Linked DNA regions of Anas platyrhynchos: region 1 is linked to region 2. A link is a contact called in public Hi-C data. All regions are on one chromosome and are shown on one strand. Each heading gives the region's core, a stretch centred on a gene start, on an enhancer-like site or on the middle of the called end of the contact. The rest is flanking DNA. Distances are from core to core; before and after follow the strand shown. Region 1 overlaps IQSEC1 (IQ motif and Sec7 domain ArfGEF 1). Region 2 holds the start of ACAD9 (acyl-CoA dehydrogenase family member 9).

What was found. A called contact is a pair of places that touch in the nucleus more often than the background predicts.
Region 1: a contact with region 2 is called in a Hi-C map of skeletal muscle, with 2.0 times the contacts expected there. The contact joins the enhancer-like site here to the promoter of ACAD9 in region 2. A contact is called at or near these places in 3 of 8 Hi-C or Micro-C datasets (liver, skeletal muscle and subcutaneous adipose tissue).

Annotation. Positions count from the first base shown.
Region 1 is chr13:18,587,136-18,594,398 of IASCAAS_PekinDuck_T2T, reverse strand. The region is part of intron 4 of IQSEC1 (IQ motif and Sec7 domain ArfGEF 1); the gene reads left to right. Among named protein-coding and RNA genes, the nearest start is that of ACAD9, 86 kb to the right of the region's middle. Within about 2 kb of position 1,653, at least 1 of the 8 cell types and tissues checked has an H3K27ac peak or open chromatin away from gene starts, as enhancers often do. A contact at or near this core is called in subcutaneous adipose tissue, where this site is marked.
Region 2 is chr13:18,499,810-18,506,698 of IASCAAS_PekinDuck_T2T, reverse strand. ACAD9 (acyl-CoA dehydrogenase family member 9) reads left to right here and starts at 1,458. Exons shown (of 18, transcript XM_027467610.3): 1 at 1,458-1,669; 2 at 2,411-2,504; 3 at 4,952-5,053. The coding sequence starts at 1,544.

The sequences.
Region 1 (7,263 bases), core at 404-2,903, 88 kb before region 2:
TGTGGAGTACTCCCTTTGTCATGGGCAGCAAAAACCTGATTCCCTTTGCTGTGTTGCCTTTTGAAGGCAGTGATTTAAGATATGCTTTTGCTTACAGTATAGGTCTCTTAATACTTGTGGGGCAAGTGGCAGCAGGAGTTCTGCAGGAATGTTTCTCGAGACAGGAGGAGAGCTGCTAGCAGGGGAGGCTTCTGGTCAGCCAGCCCTGGCTGGCGTGTGCCATTCACGGAGCTGTGCTGCTGGTTTGTCTTGGGTAGTCGTTCTTTTGGGACTCTCTCTTTTATTTTTTTTTATTTTTTAAATTCAAAACAAGGATTGTAGTAAGTAGTAATTTGAGAAGATGAGCACTTAGCATCCTGATATCTCACTGCTACCTCTGCAGTCGGTGTGCAGCTGTGCCAAAGCACAGCCCTGTGCAAGGCAAACTTCAGGAGCTACGCGTGGCGAGAAGGAAACAAAACAGATCCTGCTCATCGGTGACTAAATGTGCATGTGCATTGTCATATGCAAATTGTTTCTTCTGCTGGTATTTTGCTAATCTTGCCTTGCAGAAGGTTCAGGCAAATCTGGTAGGAGCTTTTTAAACAGAGGCCTGTGTCCAGGGGCTGCTTTCTGTACATTGCTGGTGGTCTGAGGGCAGGGACACGTGGGGCTGCTCTCACTGTGGTATCCCACGGGGGCTGGCTGCACGGCAGCTGAGGGAGGAATGGCCTGGTACCTTCGAGAGGAGGAGTGGTTTGCACTGAAGGGTTTCAAAGAGGGATTTTCCTGGTCCCTGTGTTTTCTTAGCATACCAGTATAGGTCAGTGTTAGAAACAAGGTAGTTTGGAAGTATGTTTTCAGAAACATGTTTGGAGCTGTGTGTCTGTGATCTATACAGGCACGCTCAGCATGGCAAGCTAAAGGAGAGTATTTAAGGAGAAATCTGTGAGAGAACAGGATGGAACAAATATTTTACTCTCTTTATGATTGAATTTATCACTCTGTAGTAATACATAACCCGCCTCTAAATCCCTGATGCACTGCATGTAAAATCCAGCAGCATAATTGCAGTTTGGTATTTTCCGATCACTTCTTTTCTAGTCTTTAATAAGGCCTGGAAAGGTAATGCAACACTGTCCTGCTCTGACACACTGCGTCTTCGTTTCCAGGTCAGAAAGATGCATAGCAGGTGGATTTTTTGGTAGAGCTCAGGGCTGGAAGCTGCCCAGGGCAGCTGTTGGGGCTGCAAGCAAAAGCAGACGTCTCAACTCCATTGTGCAGCTCTGCTTTGCTCAGAGCTTGGGCAGAACAGGCACACGTGTGCTCAGGGCACTGGTGCCATGCCCACCTTCCTGTAGAAGTGACCGGAGTCACCCAGCCTTTTTTTTTTTTTTTTTTTTTTTTTCTCAGAGTTCACCCAAATCCCATAGGGAGGACAGCATAATGTCCTGTGCTACTCTCTGGCTCAGGTGCAGGAAACTGCAGAACAGAAGCACTCCTGTTGTAACATCATTTCTTAGGCTATTTATTCTGCATTAGTATGGAATGTCTCACTTTGGAGGTGTGTGTTTATTGGCTCCGCCTCTATTTTTGCTTATTTACATCTGGCTCAAAATAGCATTCGAAGTACAGCTGTAAAGGTTGCCATGGGAAGAGTCAATATTTGTTTGCACAATTTACGCTCGGCCTGAACGCTGCTTCCTCCACTCCCCTTCTTGCAGCTGTCCCGCAGAACAGTTTTTATGGCTACTCCATCGAGTTCAGCGACTTGAGTCAATTAGTGGAGGTTCGTACTTTGTTACCACACACAGTGGTATTGTCACTGCAACAGCTGTTTCCTAGGGTGTGTGTGTGTGTACATGTGTGTATATACATGTCTGTGTATATATTTATTTATTTATATATATATATATATAGGTAGGGTGACCTTAGTAGAGTAACTTATTTTGCTGTGCAAGCATTGTTAGTGAATGTGGGTTTTTTGTTTTGTTTTGTTTTTCCTTAGTGATCATCACCCTTTGCTGCATCCTAAATAAAACTGTAAACGTCAGACCTTCGGTGAGCTTTGTGTGAAGGGGCTCCATAGGGCCTGCACAGAGCAGTTTGCAGGATCAGGCTGTGAGCCTAAGAATGTGCAACTGCTGAGAAGTGGCATGTCTGTAAATATTTCTGCATTTTAATTTAGCCTTCTGAGTGACACAGTGCATTTCCATGGTGACACATTTAAAAGTAGGTACATACACTTCCTGAGTTAAAAAAAAAACAAAAAAAAATATGTGTATTACTCAGTGGTGCACTAATGCTGAAGCCTGGAAAATATTTTACTGAAATACTTTTAAATATAACATTAGGGGAGTAATAAGACCTTCCTCTTTAACCTTCTTCTTAATCAGTTGTTTAAATAAGCAGTCAGTAAAAAAAAAAACATTTTCTTTACATTAAAATTGGATTTTTGTTCAACTGCTATGTATACAAAACATGTTTTATATAGAGAACATAACTAATATATATTTATATCGTATACAATCTTATGTTTATATTGCATGCTTATATGTATATTAATATATAAAATGTTTATATATGTGTTCTCTGTATATAAATAATGCATCTATATGTGGGACATTTCAGTGATGCTTGTCATTGTAGATACTGTTTGAAGTTAGTGGTTGCTAGCAAAATAATCAACTGTAACACAATCTGAACTTCAAGTAGAAAAAACTCTGTATTTAGAGTGTTACTTACAGAAAGACAAGGCATGGAAAATATGTGCTTCTACATGGTGTGTGCTGTACACATGATTTCTCAATATAGCACATTATACTGAGTCAGATGTCATTAATGCTGGTATAGAAAGGCACTCTCATACGGAACATTTATTAACAACAAAATTAACAACATCCAGGTATTTACTTTTTAACACTGACTAGTACTTACTTTTGTAAACCTTCAGACAGTATTTCTGAGGTTTTCAACTCTTCTACTTTTTTTTTTTTTCAATGCAACACAATTCTGTGTTTCTCAGAATTAGAAAAAAAATCATAAAGCCATGTTAAAAGTGGTCCTGTATTTTTCTACTTCAGTGTAGGTACAAAATGCAATGGGCACGCACAAGTTCACTCGTCTTACTGAAATTGCAAATCATTCAGACAAACAAACAAAAAACCAACATTCAATTCTAAGCAAACAAAATTATGCTTTTCTTGGGGATTGAGAGCTTTTGAGATGATGTTGATGACGTGAAGCATAACTAAGCGTTGTTAATCTCGGCTGTCCAAATAAATGCTTTTCACAGAGAGCACATTATTGCTGCCATAAAATGAATGTGGAAAGAGCAGAAAGCTGCGGGGAACCTTCTTGTACTGTATATTTATAAAGGATATCTTGGTATCCACAAGGTGCTTTAAGGGCATTAATATGCTGTGTATTAGCTACCTGGATTGTAGGAATCATCTTGATGTTCTGGTTTTGTCCAGCCTCATTTAAAGACATTTCAATCAGTGACAAGTTTACTAACTCCTGCCTAGGCTGTGTATGGGGCTTGGTGTCACCCTGTGTCTGTGGGTTCTCTTACGGCCTTTTTTGCAGTGGTAGTTAGTAATACTAAAATGTCCCAGGTCATAATAATGTTTCCACTGTAGTCTCACTTGGTGATAATACCTGGAGGTAAGGAAAATAATGAAAGTTTGCACCTTATGTGGGTCTTATTGATACTAACAGCTACTCGATGTGCAACTGCCCTATACAAGTTGAAACATCCAAAATTCACCTGCAGGAAACAGCTTTGTTTTAAATGTGCTCATGTCCTGTAGTACACCCACACATGAAAATGTGGCTGCAAGGGGGTGAGGAAGGTGCAGAGGTGAGAACTGGAGCCCAAGGGGAGGCAAACCACTTCTTTCGGTGGTAGTGCTGGCTTAATCTGACCGTAAATGTGCACTGTTTCTCCAGTAAAGGAGAATTACTTTAGTCATTTACTATGACTAAATAACAGCCAGGAAACGGAGCACTTCAGCTGTCTCTCTGTGAGGTCTGTGGTGGTGGAGCACCAGTACATATTCCTTACATCCTGAGCTCCCCATCCCCGAGCCGCACAAACCCACCGCCTGCCAGCCTCTCTCAGCAGTGGCACCACACACAGAGCCAGCACAATCCTGGGGCTGTGACTTCGTGTTGCCGGAGCTCACCTTCCCGTCCCTGCACAGCTGTGGGAGCTCTGGATTCACCAGAGGACTTGGCACTTTGAGTGAGAAAAAGGAAGGAGCCTCTTGCACATGTTGTGTGGAGACAAAGGACTATTAGACGTGTAAGGGTGTCCACAGAGCTGTAAATTGCAGTCACCTTCTATTCGCAGTACAGAGTCCGGCCTTTATTGCCCCTAAGAATGCAGACCAAAGGTTTTCCTCTCCCTTTTACTGTGTTTTGATATACAATTCCTGGCAGTAATAGAGTGGCCTTCTTAGCTTACAGATGAATTTCCTTCCAGAGGGGCTTTCTGGCTCCTTGGCAGTCTGTACTTTCTTTGGGGGATTTCCAGGCATCTGCTATCCTTCTCTCCATGGATTTGTGTGAAGAAAGTGTCTTCTCTTGAAGACCGTCGCTCACTGTTGGTTCACTAGAGTGCAGCTTCTCCTCAGGTACAGCTCCACTGCTGGGTGAGTCATGGCAGCACCGAGGGCTGCTGCAGGTGTCTGGGTTAATTATTTTTTTGAAAGGGAGTTTGCGTGGAATTCCCACACAAAAATGTATCATTCCACATGCCTACAGATCTGTCAAAATAAATGTTTAAAAGCTTGATAGCATTATAATGAAATGTAATTATCTAATAACTGGTGATTCTTTCAGAACACCAGAAGCACGTCTTGCTGTGAGTAGCGCTAAGGGTAGCATAGGCAGAATGAGTGACATTGAAAGATCTTCTCAGAAGAAACATGATCGGTTCTTTGAAATTTCTAAAACCCTCTACTTAGATAAAAACTCTGCCTAATATTATTTCTTCCAATGTTGTGCATGTGGATATAATCAGTCACTGTTGTAGTGTACCTAATAATATCATTTACAATAGCTTTCCACAGAAGGGAGGGTTTGTAGGATCAGCTGCTGTCACAGAGGGACAAAATCAGGTCAGCCTGTTGACAGCAGAGAATTTTGAGTCAGGAATCCTGGCTTTGGACTAATGGTGTGACTGTGATCTAATCCTCTTTATGCTTTGCTTTTCTCATCTCTGAGATTTTGTATGTTTTACAGCTTGCTGTAGCTTACTGGGTTTTCCGGTTTGCGTGCTTCCCCACTGGATGCATTAGTGTATCTTAGTGTTTTGTAACAATTTTAACACTGCGTAAATTCCTTTTTTATTCCAAAATTATGACTCTTATTCAAATCTAACCGGGGCTAAAGACCCTGCAGACCCCAGACTTTCACCAGCAGGGTTTCTTTTGAGGGGTGAAAAACAAATCGTTTTCTCCCTCTCCAAAGCTAAGTATTGTGTTGTATGGAACAGGATAAAAAAGCTGAATATGTAGATCCATTTCATTTGTAGTTCTCCCAGGACTAAAAGGTGACAGTTATTCTAATTCTCTTCTGTTGTGCTTTATGCTTTTTGTGCTTCAATACTCCCCTCATTCACCTAGGGATAATACTATTTTATATTTTCTAAAGATGTGGCGTGGTTTTTTTGAGATGTGTAGTAGAAAAGTACAGTTTCCAGTCTACAGCCCCTTGAAGTCAGTGAAGATTTCCATTGCCTTAAATAGGCTTTGGGTCTGTTCTTAGGAGAGCAAAGTGACTACAAAGACTCATTGTTTTGCCTGCTCCATAGCAACCGACACCATAAAGCCTTTTCCCAGATGTGTTTATTTAAAGGCCTTTTAAGTTCAGTTAAAAAATGAAGTGAAGTTGCAGTTATTGTTTTAATGCTAATTTTTGTATATCAGCACTAAAATATAAATATAAGTAAGTGAACTAGGACACAGCCATAGGAAGTGAGGGGGCTTACATGAGAAAAGATGAAATCAATGTGTGGGATATAAAACTGGGATAAATACAGTAAAGTGTTAACTCTTAGAGAATTACTTGGCATATTTGGGAATTTCTATGCAATTCCAGGTCATGAGGGAAAATTACCACAGTATGCTGTGTTTATACAGTATGAGAATCAATTAATGTTTGTTGATAATTTTCATCATGCAATCATGCACCGTAAGTGAACACTGTGAAAAAACATTGTACTGTACATTCCCAGAACCAATATATCCCCATATTTTTTAAGGAACAGTTTGTTTTCCTTAAGAGTACAGGTAACTCTGGAGGGGTGGAGGGTAAGAAAAGCCAAGAACACATTGGAGGGTCTTGGTGGGGGGGATCTTTCTGTGTTAGCATATTTTTTTTCAAGTGATGAATCGGATTAGGATCCCCCAAAAGCCCACTGAGAAAGGAGTGAGGTAATTTGGCCTGCGTATGCATTTAAGTGTTTGAGACTCCATGGTTGTATTTATGCTCTGTAGTATACAGACAACCTGAGTTTCTTCCTCTTTTTTTTTTTTTTTTTTTTTTCTTCCTGGTAGCACTTTGCTTTTATTCAAACAAAATCCAAGATAAATACCCATTTCAGCCTTTTAGATCTTGGAAATAATGGTGTATTAAATGTGATTAAGATGGGAATTACCCTTAAGCAGGGTCATAATTACTGTAGATTTGGATGACATGTTATACAAATTGCTGTGTGCTCATAATTACAAATTGAGTTTGTTGCACTCTGGGGGTTTATAAACTTTATCTTAGCTATTAACACATTAAATAACCGTGATTTATGTAAATTGCTGGCTATACCAAAATTTCAGTGTTGTGCTTAATTTAAGGTTTAATTATGTTTCTGTGTTAGAAATAAAATGCAGTTAGCTTTAGCAAGGGAAATTGAATAGTCTAACGTTCACTACTGAGGTGTTAAATGCATTAATAATGGTAGCAAAACTGGGGCTGCCTTTGTGAGTTTGTCATTAGTATTTACTGGTCACACTGGCCAAAAAACAGGGTGAATGAACCAGTTGTCAATAGTAAGCCCTTCCTGAGGCCAGCCAGCCTGCTTGCTTCATAGTATTTACCTCTAAATTCTGGCCTGATCTAGCAAGTATCAGTTCGTAGTGCGAATCTGGATTTACTTCCTCTTACACAGATTTTCTAGTTCCTTAATTTCTTCTTAAGTCAGACAATTTTTTTTTTATTTTTTTTAAATGGAGCAAAGATAAGTTTGTGTTGTACTGCTGGTTGTGCTCCAACAATATGCTA
Region 2 (6,889 bases), core at 209-2,708:
AGGTAAGAAGGTGCCTGCTCCCTTAACCCCGTGTGCCAGGAGGCTAAGCAGCAGCAGAGCCTTTTCTCTCTCACTATCCATGCCAGAAAAGAACTGCAGATATAAGCACCCTATAGAGACACTAACATGTTACCACCCCACCCTGATTGCATAGTGCTGGAGCCATCTCGGTGTTCACCACCTTTTTTTTTGTTTGTTTGTTTGTTTTTTGACAAGGCTAGACATTGCCTCGTGCTGTTCCATCTTTCAGTACTGAAAGAAGTTTGACAATTTCACTTAACCAGAACCTAACATGCGGAGACTAGAAGCTCAGGATTTTGGTAGTTGCCGCTCCTGTATTCATAGCCATGAAAACATGAAGGTTTTGTAATCTTACAGAGAAGCAGGGTCTCTTTCTATTTACAGGAAATACAGAAATAGCTACTTCTGTAGCCTCTCCTATCTATTGCTGTGAAGCCCTTTAGCAAGAGGGCTAGCGAAGGCTAGCTCATCTCATAAATAAGGTATCCATGTTCCATACAAAGACAAGTAGTTGGTACGGGTCACATTACGCTTTCAGAGGCTGTAACAAAATGAGTACTAGGGACTTGCATCTTCTCTCCAATTAATATTTACAATTAATGGAAGTCAGGAGCCTGGAGAGGAAAACCCTTCTTGGTAAAGCTTTGTTTGTATCCTCAGAGTGCTGTATGTGTTTGGACTTGACAGCGTGTGGCTGACTCACCAACAGCGTGAAATGCTTCTTACCTCTTGCCAGACACACGGCGAGAGGTATCATCCCTGGGTGATACCTCCAGCTCTAGCCGGGCTGCTGGCACACAGGGCTCCGGCACATTGCTCATCTGCTTGTGAATGCTTCGGGTTTGAGGATCCTCACTATGTGCTTACATACAGATTTAGATATATATATAATATATATATATATATATAAATACTATATATATACTATATAGCATAGTGTATATAGTATAGACTATATGGTACATAGTCTGTACTATATATATGCTTACCCCTTCCCTCCCCCTCGGAGCTATTCCTGAGCATCTGGGAGGCAACTGCAATGGCAATTTGTTTGAATTACGGCATTCAGGTTTTTACATTTTTCAAGTCACAAGTAAGTGAATTCCATTGGTCTCGTGTGGGCCTTTAATACTCGCTCTTTTGTTCAATTTCTAAATGTCAGTTTCTCAAATTCTGAGTACTTGAAAGTCTCTTCAGGAAGCAAGCTGAGGGCAGAGGATGCACCGGTGCACACGAGGTGCAGTGGTGCGGCCCCTCACCCCCTGCCCCGCCGGTGCCGGTGCCGGTTCCCAGCCGTGCGGCTGTGACCGCGGTCACGGCGGCCGCCCTGTGGCAGCGGGGGGGGGGGGGCGGGGCGGGGCCGCCGGCTGCCGGCCGTGTCCCGTCCGGGCCCCTCCCGCCCCACGGGCTGCGCACGAGCGCCCCGCCCCTTCGCGCGGCCCCGCGGAGGCTGCCGGGCCGGGCCGGGCCGGGCAGGGCTGGTGCCGAGGCGCGGCGGGCGGGAGGCCGCGGGGTAGCGGCCATGAGCGGGCTCCTGCTGCGCGCCCTGCGCTCCGCGCTGCGCGTGCCCGCCGCCGCGCGCCCCCTTCGCACCGCTGCGCCGTGCGCCGCCTTCGCCAAGGAGCTCTTCCGGGGCGCGCTCAGCAAGGTGAGGGGCGAGGGGCGCGCGCCCAACGGCCGCCCAACGGCCGCCATCCCCTCGCGGCCCGGCCCGCGCTGCCCGGGGCTGACGGGGCCGCGCGGGGCCCGGTGAGGCGGGGGAGGGGGGGCGAACAGCCCCGCAGGGACAGGGGCAGCGCCGCAGCCTCCCGGGCCCCGCTGCGCCCAGCGCCCTCTGCCCCCTGGAGCGGTGCTGGAGGCAGGCGGCGGGTGCCCGGCCTGCTGGTGGCACCCGGCCTGACCCCTGGGGGGAACGCGGCCGGCGCTGCCCAGGCCGGGGTGCGCCCCGCTCCTCAAAACGGGACGGGAACGCGAAGAGCTCGCGGCACGGGGCGATGCCGGGCGGCACGGACCCGCAGCGCGCTGCCAAGGAGCCGTGTTCATGGCCTGGGCTTTGAACGTGTCGTAATTGTAATCGATCCTGATGTGAATGAGTCACCTGTTGTTTTTAATTCCGAAATGGGATTATATTGACAAAAGTCGTGGTTAATAAAGGATTTTTGCATCCATGTAGTCCTTAAAATCTCCTTATTTTCTCTCTAATGCTTCCAATTTGTTTGGGTGCGTAGTGTAGTTGAATCCTGTACATCTCATCAGGTAACACTTTTGAACCTTTCCCACAAATCCAGATTTTCACAGTTTTTAGAACCTAGTATTTGGAAGGCGTATGTTCTTGGACTTTAATTCCAGTTGCATGATTCATGCTTTTTTTTAATGTCTGTTATTTTAGGAAGAAGTTTTCCCTTATCCAGAAATTAGCAATGAAGAACTACAGGAGATCAACCAGTTTGTAGGACCTGTAGAAAAATTCTTCACTGAGGAAGGTATAATTATTAGTTTCTTATTTGTGCAAGTGATTCAGTGACTGCAAAATGATTCAACCATAGCAGTTATAATTGTGTGTTATTGTTATAATTTAAGTCATTCTATGCGTTTGTAGCCAGTCATAGTGCGTGGTGATGCTATAGGCATGTTGATTCATGGGTTTTTCATATAGACTGCTTGGATGCTGATGAGAATAAATAAATCTTGAAAACAAAAGAAAATGAACAAATACAGAACAAGAAGGGAAGTGAAAGAATTCCAAGAGGTGGGATTTGAAATTGTTTAGCTTGGTTATATTATCGCCATTTGCTACTTACTGTATTGTATTTCTTTTGTGAAACTTTTTACTTGTACTGTAGTGAACCTGTTCTCAACAAAGCTTTGTAGAGATAAATGGAGGATCTTTGAGAAGCTACGAAAAATCAGAAGTATTATCATTTTTCAGCTACAGAGTAATGACTCTGCCTGGGAAAACTCATATTAGCTGTATGCATTCCAGATAGGGTTGCAGGGTTTCTTCTATTAGTGCTGCAATAGATGAGCCAATTCGAGAACAGTTGTAGAAAATTGCTTTCTACAAACAGCAATTTCTGAGATAGTTAAACAGTATTGTCTCAGATCTCCTGCTGACAAAGCTACTAGGTCAAGATTGCCAAACACTGCAGGAGTATGAAGAAGCCAGTGGTTGTCACAGGTGACAGTTTATGAGATATGGGTAATTTTAACAATAATAATGTAGCATTGCTCACTGATGGTAAATTAAGAATTTATATAGATTACATTTTGGGGGGGAACAGGATTCATTGAGTGAAAAAGATGATATTTAAGGGAGGACTGCTCATATTTGTTTGATTTCATTGCTATTTTTGTTTAGTTATTCAGGGTAATTTATGTGTACAGGATAAAAATAGGTTAGGAGAGCAGCCCTAACCAGTTACAAACTTGATATGGTTGGCATTGCATAAGGGGATTCATCTCAGCAGTTATTCTAAAGCCTAACGATCTGCAGACACTGTAGACAGAGGTCTGTATGGGCATAATAGAGGAAGAAATCATTAAAAAAAAAAAAAAAGCCTGTCTTCCCCAAAACAGTTGGTGACATTCCACAGATATGTATCTTAAACAGTATAGCTAAAAAAAATTAGTGTGGAAAAACATATTTTCTATAGATATCTTTTCTTTCTGAGTAACTTCAGTCAGAAGTGCAGCAGAATGCTTAGCTGCGTCCCTCGGTTGCATTTCATACAGACATGACAGCATCATTTAACTGTGGTGAACGTCAGTTTCTTTAGCAACGTGCTATTGCTCCTGAAGAGTTACTTCTTTTTGAGAACTTTTTGGAAAGATGGCTTATGGTCCTTTTGCTGCAGCTTGCATCCTACCCTGGCTGCCTAATATGATTCTTGTATATTTTCGCTGTCACCACACAGAACTGCTCTGGTAATCCCTCAAGAATTTAAGTAACTCGTAAGAACACGATTTTTGTAATTAGTCCGTTTGCATACTTTTGTTCTTCTTTTAATCCTAATCCTTTAAGCTCCAGAAGAAAATCCTAGAAATACCAAACAGAACCAGCCGTATTCTCTCCACAAGCTGTGCACATAGAAACATTTGAGATAATGATGTAATGATCAAATCTTTCCCATTTTCAAGTCCTTTTCCCATATCTGTCATCACAATATCATTACAATCTGTATGCCTGGGACCTTCCAGTTGTTTCTGACTTTCATGGTGTCGTGAGGTGAGACACTTGTGTGTAGATTCCATAGCAAATTAGTTTTTTCTTAACATCTTCAGCTCATTTAACGAATAGACTAAAAAACAGCCATTGTGAAAAGTGATGGGCTCAGGTTAATTTGCAGCACCCCTCTCCTGAAGGACGAGGCATTCTGGAAATGCTTTTTTTTTCTGGAAGCAGAGTTGGGACTTCGGGTGGAGTGTTCAGGACTTACCTCAGTGGTCATGTTCAGAGTGCAGAAAGTCGGTAATTCACCTTGCTGGGAGGCAGACTGGTTGGGGCCCCAACCAACCTGATGTACTTGTAATCCTACAGAAGCTCGTTTAGGGATTGAGACTCTTCCAACTGCAAGGGGATGTTGAAACAACAGCAAACACTAGAAAGAGCTACTCTTGTGAAACTGGGGATGAGATGTACATCTGTATCTGGTGCAACAGGCGCCGTGTCTTTTTACTAAAGATGCTTTAGTAAGACTACAGGGTAATTAGAGTGGTGGGGAGGTGCGATGCTCCAGCAGCCCCTTTATCAATAGGTTATTTCAGTTCTTCAGCTCTGGGCTCTCAAACTGGTATTTAGGTTAGAGGTCACAGGGCTGCTCACTCTGAGACACAGTGACCTGGGCTCTGATTTGAGAACACTGCAGTCTCAGCGATTTTTTCTGCATTAAGAAACAAGGTTTTTAAATTGTAAAACCGTCTGTATCTGCAGTGGACTCCAAGAAGATTGATCAAGATGCAAAAATCCCGCCTGAAACTTTAAAAGGATTGAGGGACCTGGGTCTCTTTGGCATGCAGATTCCAGAGGAATATGGTGAGTAAGTGATCAAAAAGAATAACTATCTGTATCTTTTGTGTCTTGCAAAATGTGTCTATACTATCCTGCCTGTAGTCATTTGGCTTGGACGTCCACATCAGGAGCTCGGGCTTCCCCTCTGGTGAACAAAGAGATGCAGGCACTGACAGGTGTCAGCTGGCTCCTCAGGGAGCTATGGATAATCTTAGCTCAGGCACCTAAGTTAGACAGCTAAATTTAGATGGTGTACATTCCCCTCGGCATAGCATTTTCCTTTCTGTTTGTTTTCTGGATGCAGCAGAGTAGCGTGATGTTTTATGGGACTTGCAGTACTAGCTGATGATTTCTAAAATTACACCAGGTTCAAACATGGAACTGATCTGTCAAAGCTGTCAACTGTCATTCACAGATAGGAATGTTTGACCATACAAAGGTATCAAAGTATAATGACGACTTATTCAAAGTACAGCTTTTCTATAAAAACTTCTTGTGCAGTACTGAACAAAAAGTTTATGTCCTGAAGGACATTATAGTATAAATTGGGGTCAAAGACATGAGTTACTCAGTAGATTACCCCTTAAACTTGCAAAGGCATTTTTAAGAAAATTCTAATCTTATTCTGATGCATTTTAAAAATGGGATTGAAACTAATACCTAATATGAAATATGTAAAGTAAGATCCTCGCATTGTCATATTGTCTTTTGAAGAAGACAACTTTGTCTTCTGAGTTGTTCTCTTCAGAACTGTGTTTGCCCAATGGCAGACACTAGTTTCAGTGGGTAGGACGCCTAATTTTTGAAGAGAATAGTATGAAACAATGTATTTGTGTTGGTAATTGCACTAATACTGCATAAAGCTGGAGACACACCTCGGTATTTATTTTCTGTAAAGCCATACCCTGTTTTTCATAACATTTTTTCATTTGTTGTTTTATTGTATTAGGCAACATAACTAGTGTTGCTGTGCTGCACTGATTTCAGTTATTTAAATAAAGCTACTTTTTTACTGCACCATAACTAATACACTGCTAACAAGGTTATTTCCCATTTTCTGTTGCTTAAACCTGCTGTACTTCTGTTGGTGGTGCCTGTCATACTTTAAAACTCTTCAGTCGTACATAGTTCATGGTATGGTATTCTTCCTAATGGGTTGTAGTAGTGGTGTATTTGTTAGAAGCATTATAAAGTGCAGAACTTCAGTGGGAAAATGGAGCTCTTGTAAATCATAACAATGTAAATCATGTAATAGTGGCTCTCTTAAAGAAGTAACAGTGGGACTTGTAATTAATGTAAGGGTGCTGTGAAAGAAGAGGGTGTAAGAAGCACTGATTTGAACGAATGGCAGCGAGGAGGCTTTGCTTTTTTATTTATTTGACACAGAAAATAGTAGCACCATTGAGACATCTGCTGAAATAAGGTGTCAGATATTTATACACACTGATAAGGTCCCCACCCAGCCTTCTCCAGGCTAACCAGGCCCAGCTCTCTCAACCTCTCCTTGTAAGAGATGCTGCAGGCCCGTCATCATCTTTGTAGCCTCCACTGGACTCGCTCCAGAGCTCTGTCTCCCTCTTGTTCATTATCCTGATTTCTGCCACTGTCGAGTAAAGAATTATTAACCTGGACAAAAGATTCTCTTGATTAGATAGAATTGTTTGTTCAGCAGTAATATATACAAGAGTCTTAAGCTATGGGGAGCAGGACTTCTAATGCTGAAAACAGAAAGTCCTTGAACATTAGACTCATACAGATGTGACTTTGATTTATCCTTCTGCTCTTTTCAAGCTCCTTACAATTAGTCTCTGTATTTGCAGCAGCAGATCACGGAAAGGTGGTGCTGGGGTTGAGTTTGTT